2 separate regions of the Ovis aries genome follow, and region 2 is linked to region 1. The links are chromatin contacts, called in public Hi-C maps. All regions are on one chromosome and are shown on one strand. Each heading gives the region's core, a stretch centred on a gene start, on an enhancer-like site or on the middle of the called end of the contact. The rest is flanking DNA. Distances are from core to core; before and after follow the strand shown. Region 1 overlaps LOC114117526 (a long non-coding RNA gene). Region 2 has its middle 150 kb from the start of PTPN1.

Region 1 (2,685 bases), core at 124-2,623:
CTTCTCCCCCGCTGAAATGATCTTCTCTGTTCCTGGGCTTGCTCAACTGATCTTGTCTCTTCCACCAGAATGCAGAAGGAGACCTCGCTGGGTCTCCTAGAGCCTGGTATACAGTAGGTGCTCGAGCAACAGGCATGGAATGAAGAGAAGACATCAAAGTGCTGGCCGTCCCTGCCTCGTTCCTGCACCACCCACCCCTGACCCGAGCGGCCCCCAGCCCAAAGTTCAGGGGCTGGGAACCAGGCAGCCGCACTGCCGCCGCCAGCAGGCCCCTCTGAGCCCCAGAGTCTGTCTGGTTCCCAGCCTCATAAAAACCTCCGCCCTCACCGTGCCCTTGGGCGGCACAGGGAGTGGGAGGTGGCCGTGGGGCCCAGAGGCTGACCCTAACCCAGCTCCGGAGAAGATATAGATGCCCAAGTTGGCATCCATGGAGCCGGGCGGCCAGGTGTCACTTCAGCTCCACGGCACAGCCTCAAGGGCTGCCCTGCCAGGTCAGGACCACCACAATCACCCTCCACCAGGGAGGCTGCCGAGCGCAGTGCAGCCATGTGCCGGGCCCAGGCCATGGTGTCGCCAGAGAAAGGCACAGTAGGCATTCGAACACAGCTCCAAGGGATGCCTGCGTGAGCTCCAACGGATGCCTGCGTGAGCTCCAACGGATGCCCGCGTGAGCTCCAGGGGATGCCCGCATGAGCGCCCACCTGGGCTGGTCAGTGCACAGACATGAAGTGCGCCCTAGCGATGCGCCCGATGCATCCGGCTCCAAGCAAGGATCCTGGAGGCAGAGCACTGAGCCCTCGGGCAGGGGACCCAGCCCCTCTGTGCCTCGGTTTCCCCACTGGGAAATAGACGCCACCGTCTCTCCCTCGCCAGGGTGTTGAGGAAATGAAAGGAGATCCTGCAGGGTCCAACAGAGCTGCTCAGATTCCTTGCTGCCCCACCCTGCTGCACACCCTCTGGGCCTCAGTTTCCCCATCTAGCACGTTGGGTTGTGGCGAGGGTAGAATAAAATATTTGCCCAATGCCTCGCACACACTAAGCGCCTCATAAGTGCTTGCTGTTATTTACTCCAGGCCTCTGGGGCTCACTTTCCCTGTCTGTAACTCCAGAGGGCAGTCCTGATCACCCAAGACTTCTTCTAGGTCACTGGGGCAAAGGTCCAGGGGTCCTAAAGTGGCCCTGGCAGGGGAGGGGGACCTGGGGCTGGGGGAGGGCGGCAGGGTGGCGGGATCGGGAAGCCGCCGGAGGCTGCAGTGACTCACCGGCCAGCTGGCCTCCAGGGGGCTGGGCTGTGGCCCCCCACGCACCCCTCTGGGCCCTGCCTTGCGCCCAAAAGTGCTGTGTCATGCTCTGTCATGTGGCTCCGGGTCATTAATACCCGAGTTCTGGGAAGCTTGGGCCGAGTTCCCGGAAGGGGTCAGCCAGTTCAGTAAACAGATTGGCTGGTTGGTCGTCACGGCTGAGCCGGGCGGGCCTGCAGCTCGGGAGGCAGGAGGTGGGGACTGGTGGCCAAAGGGGGCCCAGGAGCCGCCCTGATCCCTGTGCAAGGCTGGCACCTCCCAGGGCAGCGTGGCCCAGGCTCTGCCAACGCAAGGCCAACCTGAGGCTCAGAAAAGGCAAGGCACTTGCCAGAGGCCGCACAGCAGGGCCAGGGCTCCGGCTCAGGATTCTGGACTCACTGTCTAGGGCTCTCAGTGCCCCTCTGACTAACAGGCAGGAAACTCTGCATCCTCTTCGCCTCCAGATCCTGCCCCGGACTCTGGCCAGTTGGTCGGATGAAGAGACAAGCTCGTGGGAGAAGGCAGGTTGGGAAGGGAGCAGGTTTGGCTGGCTGTGAGGCTGTCCCCATGGTGGGTCCTCTAAAAGTGATAATACATATTCTAGCAGTTTGTGAGCACATGCAACGCACCGTTAGACACGAAGTGGTACTTGGGCTCCACTCTAAGTGCCTGCTGTGAATTCACTCATTTAATGTGCAGCCACGTTTGCACAATAATCACAGCCATCATCTTTAAAGCACCTACTATCCACTAGGCACTGAGCTGATCCTCATGTGGACCCCATGAGGTGGACATTATCCTCATAGAGGCCCAGAAAGACAAGCAGCTATATTACTTGGTGGAAGGAAAGTGGGCTCCAGGCTCAACTGGATCCAAGAATTCAAACCTTGACTTTGCCCCTTCCGACTGCACGACCTCATGCAAGTGCCTCCATCTCTCAGAGCCTCAGTTTACCCCTCTGACAAACGTGATGATTGTATTCAAATCACTCAGAGCCAGACCTGGCGCGAGCACGTAAGAAGCGAGGGAGGACAAGGACTGTGGGCTTGGACTGCTCTGGGCCCCAGTTCCGCTCTGCTGCTTCCTAGCTGTGTGACCTTCGGTGTGATGTTTAACCTCTCTGGGCCTCCACGTCCTCTGTACGATGGGGATTGTGGAAACACCTCCCTCATACCCCTGACAGCAGGGACGAGTGAGCTGACACCCCAGCAGCCCTCCACGCAGTGCTGGGCGTTCCACAGGCACCAACACAAGTGACTCGTTCTTGCATCTCACCTAAGATGACTCTTCTGGGATGAGGGGAAAAGGCAGCAGGTAGTGGGCAGGACAGGACACTCACAAGCACCCTTCTGTACCCGCAGGTGATTTGCACAGAGGAGGTCAGCTCCCCGTTCCTCTTCACATG
Region 2 (2,685 bases), core at 110-2,609, 64 kb before region 1:
CCCACAAGGCCCTGCCTGGCCCCTCGGGACATTCCTGGCCTCGTCAGTTTCCCTTCGTGGTCCCAGGAGCAGTGGCCTCGGTCACGCCAGGTGCTTCCCTGCCTCAGGGCCTTTGCACTTACAGTTCCTCTGCCTCAAATATGACTTCTCTCAAGTTTTTAGCTGAAATGCCACCTCCTCATACAGGCCTTCCCTGACCATCCCATCTAAAACACCACCCTGATTCTCTCTGGTTCCTCATCCTGCGTCGAGGTCCCAAAGATTCTTCCCCTATGGCATTCCGAGCTGGGTATGTGGCTTATCCCTCATCGCCTGTCTCTCCTGCTAGAACTTCAACTCTGGGGTTGCAGAGACTGTGCCTCCCCCGGCCTCGCTGAGCACACTAAGTCCCCAGCCCCTGGTCCACGAGGGAAGGGGCACTAGCCGGTCACAAACCTAGCCAGGATTCAGGTCACATGGCCTCTAGAGCCACTCGGGATTTTCACACCTGGTCTCTTCCCACGACTGTCTTCTCTGCATAGGCCCCTTCTTGACCTGGAGACTGCCTCTCTTGCCCCAAGAAAAGGCTCGAACTTTCTCCTGGGGGCTATTGGTGTCCTTCCTAACTCCTCTGTCCTGGCCTGACTGCTGAGGGGTTCTATCCCTGCAGGTCCACGGGGTCAGAGAGCAATGGCTCCTTGCCCAGCCTGCCCTTCCAGGACCACGGCCATCTTTTTTGTGCTCACAGGCTTCCAACTCTTCTTCACAGAGGTGAGGGAGGGAGGAGGAAGAGGGCAGGAAAACAGCCCCCACCCTGCCACGCACAGGCACCAGATTCCAGAAACTTCACACACAGACACAGCGGACTGTGCTGGACTTGGCCTGCTGGGCTCTGGAGCTGGTCTGAACCACACGCTCACCTGGCTCTGTTTCCTTCTTGTTTGGGGCTACTGCTGCTGCTAAGTCACTTCAGTCGGGTCCAACTCTGTGTGACCCCATAGATGGCAGCCCACCAGGCTCCCCCGTCCCCGGGATTCTCCAGGCAAGAACACTGGAGTGAGTTGCCATTTCCTTCTCCAACACACGAAAGTGAAAAGTGAAAGTGAAATCACTCAGTCATGTCCGACTCTTAGCGACCCCTTGGACTGCAGCCTACCAGGCTCCTCCACCCATGGGATTTTCCAGGCAAGAGTACCGGAGTGGGTTGCCATTGCCTTCTCCGTATTTGGGGCTAGAGGTTATCAAACAGAACTTTTCTCGGCTTGCATCTCATTGTTTATTTTTAAAAAGAGCAAAAAGGGAAGTGTCGGGAACAGCACCCTCCACCAGGGCGCCGCTGAGCCCCAGGGGGGAAATTCTGTCTTCTGGGGCAGCCCCAAGCACTCTGTGGGAACCTGGCGTTCCAGGTAGCTGAACATCCGGGCAGCTGAGGCTGACCTCCTCAACCAGGGAGTGGAAGAGCGTGGCTTGTGGTTGGCTCTGAGCTCTATTATGCAAACGTGTTTAAATGTTACCAACTTTGATATATAACACCCATACCATACAACATGTGCAGTTCAGTGGTTCTGAGCACATCTGTGGTTGGTACAACCATCACCACCATCCATTCTACCTCCCCAACCCGTGAGCAGTCATTTCCCACTCCCCCTCCCTGCAACCCCTGGCAACTCCGGATCAACTTTCTGCTTCAATAGATTTGCTTCTTCTGGATGTTTAATATGAATGGAATCAGACAGTATATGGCCCTCTGTGTCTGACTTCTTTCACTTGGCATCATGTTTGCAAAGTTCGTCCACCGTGAGTCATGAATCGGTGCCTCTGAGTCGGGTCTCAGCTGCGGCAGGATGGCCCTTCGCTGCAGCCTGGGGGATCTTTCATTCCTGCACCCTGGTGTCTCTCTGGTTGCGGGCTCGGCCTGTCTAGTTGTGCCTCACGGGCTCCAGAGCACGCGGACTCACGAACTGTGGTGCAGGGGCTTAGTTGCCCCTCTGCAAGTGGGATCTTAATTCCCTACCCAGGGATCAAACTTGAGTCCCCTGCCTTGGAAGGCAGATTCTGAACCACCGGACCACTAGGGAAGTTCCGCTTCATTCCTTCTTAATGCTAAGTGGTGTCCGTTGTATGGCCGAACCACACTCTGATCCAGTTCTCAGCTGATGGACACCTGGATCATTCCCACCTTTCTGCCTTCTATGAAGAGTCCGGTCATGAATGTTCATGTGCAAGGTTTCGTGTGGATGTGTGTGCCTGCTCAGTCACGCAGTCGTGTCTGACTCTGCGACCCCATGGACTGCAGCCCCCAGGCTCCTCTGTCCATGGGATTTCCCAGGCAAGGATACTGGAGTGAGTTGCCATTTCCTACTGCAGGGGATCTTACCAACCCAGGGATCGAACCCATGTCTCTTGCATCTCCTACACTGGCAGGTGGATTCTTTGCCACTGTACCACCTGGGAAGCCACACATGTTTTCAATTCTCTTGGGGATATACCCAGGCGTGGGCTTCCTGGGTCATATGGTAACTCTGTGTTTAATCTTTCAAGGAAGCACCAGACTGTTTTCCAATTGGCTGCATCGTTTTTACAATCCCTCCAACAGAGTGTGGGGGTTCCGATGGCTCCCAATCCTCGCCAGTGCTTGCTACTGTCTGTCTTTTGGGACTGAAAGGTGCAGGGGAAACAGGCCAATGCTTTCTCTTACTCAGTCAG

Evidence for each region. A called contact is a pair of places that touch in the nucleus more often than the background predicts.
Region 2: a contact with region 1 is called in a Hi-C map of blood, with 2.7 times the contacts expected there. The contact joins two enhancer-like sites. A contact is called at or near these places in 3 of 16 Hi-C or Micro-C datasets (all in blood).

The regions. Positions count from the first base shown.
Region 1 is chr13:78,324,394-78,327,078 of ARS-UI_Ramb_v3.0, reverse strand. LOC114117526 (a long non-coding RNA gene) reads right to left here. Exons shown (of 2, transcript XR_006055750.1): 1 at 1-2,685. Among named protein-coding and RNA genes, the nearest start is that of CEBPB, 99 kb to the right of the region's middle. Within about 2 kb of position 1,373, at least 25 of the 54 cell types and tissues checked have an H3K27ac peak or open chromatin away from gene starts, as enhancers often do.
Region 2 is chr13:78,388,480-78,391,164 of ARS-UI_Ramb_v3.0, reverse strand. No RefSeq gene overlaps it. Among named protein-coding and RNA genes, the nearest start is that of PTPN1, 150 kb to the left of the region's middle. Within about 2 kb of position 1,359, at least 7 of the 54 cell types and tissues checked have an H3K27ac peak or open chromatin away from gene starts, as enhancers often do.